Regions from separate parts of the Astyanax mexicanus genome. Here region 1 is linked to region 2. Evidence: chromatin contacts called from public Hi-C data. All regions are on one chromosome and are shown on one strand. Each heading gives the region's core, a stretch centred on a gene start, on an enhancer-like site or on the middle of the called end of the contact. The rest is flanking DNA. Distances are from core to core; before and after follow the strand shown.

Region 1 (3,887 bases), core at 990-3,489, 83 kb after region 2:
CTTCAAGAAATATTATTGGTGTAGAACCCATATTATCTACATTATTTAAAAAAAAAAAACAAAAAAAAAAAAAACAATTTGATCTAATTTCCAAAAACTGCTCGATTTTTTAATAAGCGATCTATGAAAAATCTGTGAAGAATCCCTTTGAAAGCTCAATATTTAAAAAGTATGTCCTAGAAAAAAAATATCTCCACATCTCCATATCTCCAACAATCCAACCACAGGCAAGATATGTATTAAAGGAATAGTTCATGTTAAATGTGGCTAACAATGAATGGAAGCAAGTAGCCACCATTAATCACTTGATTCCACTTTTAGCAACATTAGCATTACTGACTAAACAATTTCTTCAACAGGACATCCATGCTACAGGAGCTAGTTTCATTTATAAACGTGGAAACCGGATACAAACAGCACACACACGCATTACCAAAACCCAACACCACAGCGGAAGAAGTGTGGAAAACAGCTGCCTCTACATGAGCAAACACACACACGAATGCACCAACACATCCTTCTGTGGACCTCACAAAGACTAGGCTTCACCCTCTTCTCTACATCAGAGAGGAAGTTCCTATTACGGAATATTGTTTTCCTATGATAGTGTTTTCCATCTCTTTGTCAGGCTCAAACTCCAGGGTGTCTAGCCAGTCTTTTGTGTATGAAACACAGACAGCAGAAACAAAAGGACATCTTAATGTTTCTGTAATAATCACAGCTTGTTACAGATCCATGCCTCATTGTTCTGACAGCTCGTAAACCAGCTGCCGGAAGCAAATGTCCAGCTGCATAAAACACCATGTTATTATGTAATACGTCACTCACCTATTTTTTAAGTTCAGCTACACTAATAAATCATTTTAATCATAAAATGTATCATTATGTGTGAAAATGCAAAATTTGTATTGGTATCAGCAGAAAACTGTTTTAACATTTGACATTAGCATGCTTATATATTTGACTAATATTTTAAACCTAAATCAATTTTTTCTTACTTTATAACTCTTAGTGTATAAATCATTATCTCTTGTGGCTGTCACAAAAACATTTCAATATCCATTTCTCCAAAATGACAAGTTAACAGTAGAAAAGAAAACATGTCTTAACTTTCAATGGTAATCAGTGTAAATGTTTTGATTGCAAGTAATTTTGGAGCATGTCTAATAGTTAATTTACTATAAAAACTGTATTTAATGTGTATAAAGTATAGAGGCAGTTTCCCAGACAGGGATTAAGCCTAGTCTTGGACTACTCACAATTTTGAATTTAGATTTTTATTGAAAGAAAAAAATAGTCTAGGAATATGCTTAATCCCTGTCCACTGGAAACTTCCCATAAAGAAACAACTATTAAAACAGATTAAAATTAAATTGGTTAAAATAGTGATAAAACTATATGTTTTTTTTCTTCAGAGCTACACTGTATTCTATGTCTCTATAAAGCTAATTCACTGTATCTCTATTTACCATCATCTGACTTGTTATTATCATTGCTGTGCCTGGTATTTCCTCTGCTAATATTGACTATAATTTGTGCTCAGTCTTAATTTAAATGCCATTTTGATGTTTTAAATACAAAAATGATTATATACAGTAGTGTAATGTTTTTACCCATAATAGTGATTTTCTATGTTATACAGAAACATTTTGAAACAGCTCCTCTAAGAACAATATACAGAAATATACAAGTTTTCTCTATACATGAAGAACAATCTATGCATGTTGTCATAGCCTTAACAAAAATAGCATTAAAGCTAAAAAAACACCCTCAAACCATTACCTTCACTACAATACCCCTATAGAACATCTATAGAACTCATTTGAAGGGCAGTACTGTAACTCACTGAGGCAAATAAATGATGGACATAACGTTTTATCATTCGACAATTGAGCACTGCAAACAGGAACTCCATCTTAGTCCTCTCTGCCTGGAGGGTGTTCATTAATCTGATTACTGTGATACGGCTCTCCAGCAGAACTTTCTTCTCCACCAGCATAATTTAGGCCACTGCAGGGGGTCTTAGAGAGGTGAGGAACACACCAGAGATCAGAAACACTCCACTGATGTGGGTTAATCCACCCTATACACACAAGCACTTTTTAAACACTGACACTAAGCACAAGCCACAGAAACACACACTTTCACACACACACACACACACACACACACACACACACACACACACACTCAGCAGCTCTGGAGGGAGAAAATGGCTGCCATGGTGAGCAGAAGAATAGTCAGGAAAACACACATGCAGAGGATGAGGGAACAGAGGAAATGACTGCCAGCAGCACAGCACTCTAAAAGACAACCGGCTGTATACGGTAGTTGATGGGTAACAAGATGGAGGATGGAAAACTTTGCCTCTGTTAACGTGATAAAGACACAAAGAGAGATATTAAACAATAAAGCATTTATATAACAAACGACTCAATTTTTTTGGAAACTGCAGTAGTTTATACCAGAGTTTCTAGACCTGTGTACTGAGGACCCCCAGTGTGTCATGACACACTCACTAGGGGTCCCCAGGCCTACCTCAGGTGAGGCAGTAGTTTAAAGTTGTCTGGTAAGGTAATTTAACTCATAAAACAAACGACTAAAAATATTGACAATACTGTACTTAAAAATCAAGAGATCAACCATGTTTAAACTATGAAAAATATATTAATTGTAAATAAAAAAAAGAAAAACAAAAACATTACAGAAGTAATTTGAGGCGAATTAAATGTCATCAGTTTAAGACAACACTGCTGCTGTTGCATAATAAGGACAATTAGCTAACCAGCTATAGAGCAGTTTCTTAAACAAAGAAAAAAGTATATGAAAAATGAAGAAAATAATGTTATGGTTAATATTAAATATAAAATTATCACGTTTTTAGTCAGAACCTGAGAAAAAAAAACGCAAAACAAACTCTGGGATTAAATTCACTTGTGTAGTTTTCCCAAAGATTCTGCCCTCACCAATGTTTTCATATTGGGGGTTGTACAATTCACAATAACTCTAGAATACATCATTACAAAAACAAAGATGTAAGCAATGCTGTGGTTTAAAACACATCATGTATCTGAAGAAAGAACTAATTTAAGAAAAACGATTAGCATGGAGCCCATTTACTCTTACTAAGAAATTGTGAAGTCACAGTAAAACAGACATTTCTATTTTTCAATCAAATTCTTCACACTCACACAGCTAATAGAAATGGATGGAAACTATAATGACACAAAGAGACCAAAGCAGACAAAGCAGGCAAGGGAAGGCCCCTCCACCTTTTTTCTCTCCATAATAGAAGAGATAAAAGGAATCCATGGATAATGACAGTAAGCACAAGCGAGGCAAACTTAGGGAATATAATCCAAAGCCCTCTTTGGCTCTAGAGCCATTATACGTGTTAAAGCAGAAGGCCTAAAACTCTGTCTATACTCTCCTGTGCTGAACGTCAGAGCCATTAATGGCCTGTCCTTCTGTTATTGTTGTAGCTCACATGCCCTCCAGTAAACCACACACACACACCAATACACACTGTGCACGTGTCATGCCAGAGGAGCCAGATGGTCTCCTCACAGCCCAAAGGCCAAAATGACTCCCAGAGGACTGAATGATGGGACACAAGGGAGCAGAGAGGAGATTGGAAGAAGGAACAGGACAACAAATACTCATTCTCAGGCTCATCCTCTCTTTCCTCCCTCTAAAAACATGATATAAACACCAGAGATTACTCAGAACTCTGCTTCAACAAACAGCAGATATAAATAACCTTGGTGTGAACCCCAAAGAATTTCCACCTTACACATCACATTCCAAACTCAACACAGTAAACCCAAAACTTTAGGGAGTGTGACAGTCATCTTCACTCCAGTAAGTCAGTTTTTCAGTAATGAGGT
Region 2 (3,589 bases), core at 827-3,326:
CACACTTGTGGCTGGCTCTATAGATGTTAGATGAATAGAAGCAGACTGCAGGCATGTGGCCAGGAGTCAGCAGATGGCCTTTCACCTCTCACCCCTGACTCAGTGTAATGAGTGAGCAACCAGTCAAAAGAGAGGCTCAGATCCCCCAGCAGCTGCCGAGTTAGTGACAGTAACACACACACACACACACACACACACACACACACACACACACACACATAATGCTTAAATGGACTTCCAGAGTACTCCACACACATTCACAATCTATCATTCACTCACTTTCTCACTTTCTTTCTAAATTAGTTCAGTATTAGTTTTAAAACATTCATCCAACAGTTCCAGAGTATAGTGAAAGATGAAGTTAACCACACATCAGAGAAGCTACCCCACCATAAAATAAAATGAAAAATCAGTGGTCAGGGATACATGAGTCTGTCCACTCTTAGGTCGACTTTACACTAGACTTAGTACATCATACAGCGAGCATTACACTCCAATATCAGCTAGTGTAGCCTTTTACACCAGCAGTGTAAGTTACCAGTGCTTTGTAGACAGATAATAAACATACACATTTTTCCTGCTAAATGTACGTTAGCATTTATTTCTGTACAAAATGTAGTACAAAATACATTTTATCTAAATATACAGTGTATTTCAATAAATAGAGCTGGGTCAAAATTCGATACCAAAAAGACAGAAATGTCTTGGTACTGCTGAGAACCGTATGGTTAAAAAAAAAAATTTGGTGCCTGTATTATTACTGTGCATGAAACACACATAGACATAGCAAACGTGGAGAGCACGAACAGCAAGTTAAAACCAACTGCGACACCGCACACAAGCAGAGAGCTTGTGCAGAAACGCCGTGAGCAAGTTCACAGTAATCATTCAAATTGTGGCCACAGTGTGCTTAAATCTCAGATGCTTGCACTGTCTCTTATAATATTATAATACAGAATAAAGCTCTAGTCTGCCTGACCTAAACTACACTACACTATTATTACTGCTTCCATTCCCAAAAATACAGGGATTTAGCAGCATTAAAAAAAGAATCATGATTTTTTTTTTTTTTTTTTTTTTTTTTTTTTTTTTTTTTTTTTACACAAACATGCTCATTTTTCAACAAGATCCAAAATATGGAGTCTCCCATGGTGACAGTATTAGAATGAGATTACATATGTCCGAATTTTTTGCTTACAATTTAGAACAAGGTATCAAAAAAAAAGTACTGTTTGGATATCGGTTCCAAATTCAAAGTAATTTTATCAGTACTGAAAGTACAGAACATTTTAAAACAATAGCCAGCCCTACCAAAAAACTGACCAATAAACGTGACATATGTTGGAGCAGAAATGTATTTATATTCCACGGCTGTAAGCTGTTTTCCACCTAATATAGTAAACCAGCAGGCTAAAATAATTAGCAGCAGGCTAAAAAAAAAAACATGAAGATAGTAATAATATCTGATTAGAAAAGCCAATTCTGCCACTTCTGCCCTTAAATTGGCTTTACCATTAACCTGGACAGGAGAATAAATTTAATTAAAGTAATAGTAGTAATATAAGGTTGTGTCTTGGCTTTTTATGGGTATTCTAAATGTGCAAGTAAGCAAATTAGTAAATCAGTGATTCTAAAATCGCTTTAAAATGACAAAGATTTTGTTTCTTTTTATCACTGTTTTAGTTTGTTAAAAGAAAACTCTTGTATTTTGGTGATTGGAACACGACTCCCTGACTCCTTGAGATTCATCACAGTTGCTTCTAGTCAGAGTAGCTTTCACTTTATAGGGAAAATAGAAATTGTTATATAAAATATAAGGCTAAATGTCCAGATCATGGGTATGGAGATATATATGGTAAGTGTGGTGGTGGTGTATGGGTATGCACATGTGTGTGCTTGACTGCACTTATTCTCGCCTTTAATTTATACACACATCTGCTGGGTCACGACCTGCCAAACAAAGCCCCCGACACACTCCTACCACCAGCGACCAGACACACACAATACATCACAATAGAGCCTGACACACAGCCCTGCTTTAAAACACCAACACTGCTGCTTCATCACCAGCCTACGTCACAAAAGAGTGAAGAAAGCAGCCAAGCCTGCCACTCGAAGAGAGAAAAAACACACAAAACCTCTCATAAAACACAGGCGTGCATCTGCAGTGCTGCCAGGACCTCTTTACGCTTTACCCAGTACTAAAGAGAGATGAGCAGCCTACCCTCCATCTAAAGTAACCTACCCTACATCTACTGCTGAGGGCGCAGTAAGCACACTTTGCTCCTCAGCAACACGCATACATGGATACACACAATATAATGAAGCGTGTGATATATCCTGCTTCCTCTTGGGGGTGCTGGTTACCTCAAATCTTACCATATGCATGTATTTATTATGTAGTTACACTACATATTATTTAAAAGAAACATAATTTAATTATTTATCATATAGGTAGCAGTGAGATTAATATTATCCTTTCTGTTAAGAATAAACTCTCACTTAATGATTAAGCTCAGATCAGATTTTAGTCAGATTTCATCAGTGGTGACAAATTTATATGTAGGTCGCTCCTACATTATCATCACAATCCATTAATACAACTTTAAACACTTAAAATAACTAATAAAGCAGCTATTAGAACTCTTAGCATATATTCAAATAGTTATGGATTCTAAAAACATGAGAATGGGTTATTTGGAGCTTATCTACTCACAGACCAAAACAGACTAGGTAAAAACCTGTTCATCAACCTGTTTGTAATGCACTAAAATGAAAATTTTTGTCTAAAAGTAAACAAAATGAAAAATTTGGCATAATACTGAACTGATTTTTATTTGTTTTTCAATATTTAATAAATTAAATAACCTAAATGTATTTGAAAAAAATTACAGAACTACCATTCAAATATTTATTAAACACTAAAACTTCTTAATAAAACCATCAAAACCATCAAAGCACAATACAGTTCAGCAGTTCAAGTTTAATCATGAATTTACTTAAGCAGTGCTGTTTTAATAACAAGTTTACTTAAGTGATTCTCTTCCGGTCATAAAGTACCTCTGAACTGTTATCCTGATCATAAATGTACAGTGTGGGTTTGCTGCTGTCAGTTAAAAAAAAATCCTTCGTTTATTCGTGAGACTTAAAATAAACATCATTGTTTTTGTGTGTGTGAAGGTCTTCAGATTTCTCTGTAAAGTGGGTCGTTTACGTAAGTTGTAATTAGTTGAGAGTGTGTCAGTAGGGTAGCGTGTGCTTGGATTGCACTCTCCCAGAGGCAGGAGGTAGAAGACTGAGAGAGGGCGGAGATAAAGCGGGGTGAGAGAGAGAGACGAGAGGAAGGAAATGAGATTGCTAATTAAAAATCACAGATGGTCTTATCTCCCGTTTTCACAGATACAGGACGCTGCTGTGGATGTGATTCATTGCCGTGGAGAGAGGCTATGTTTGGGATATGCTATCTTGGAGAGTCCCGTAGAGGAAAGCAGAGAACTTTAACAGAGTCTGGAGTTCAGAAAGGTCACACTTAGGAGCCAACGAGCTTCTTTAATAGAGCTGCAGAGCACAGTGAACTTTGACCAGGCTG

Evidence for each region. A called contact is a pair of places that touch in the nucleus more often than the background predicts.
Region 1: a contact with region 2 is called in a Hi-C map of muscle, with 4 times the contacts expected there. The contact joins two enhancer-like sites. A contact is called at or near these places in 2 of 3 Hi-C or Micro-C datasets (both in muscle).

The regions. Positions count from the first base shown.
Region 1 is chr2:66,500,967-66,504,853 of AstMex3_surface, forward strand. All of the region lies in intron 2 of LOC111188173 (protocadherin gamma-C5-like), which reads right to left. Among protein-coding and RNA genes, the nearest start is that of LOC125799043, 32 kb to the left of the region's middle. Within about 2 kb of position 2,240, the one cell type or tissue checked has an H3K27ac peak away from gene starts, as active enhancers do.
Region 2 is chr2:66,418,560-66,422,148 of AstMex3_surface, forward strand. All of the region lies in intron 9 of LOC125799042 (protein diaphanous homolog 1), which reads left to right. Among protein-coding and RNA genes, the nearest start is that of LOC125799042, 24 kb to the left of the region's middle. Within about 2 kb of position 2,077, the one cell type or tissue checked has an H3K27ac peak away from gene starts, as active enhancers do.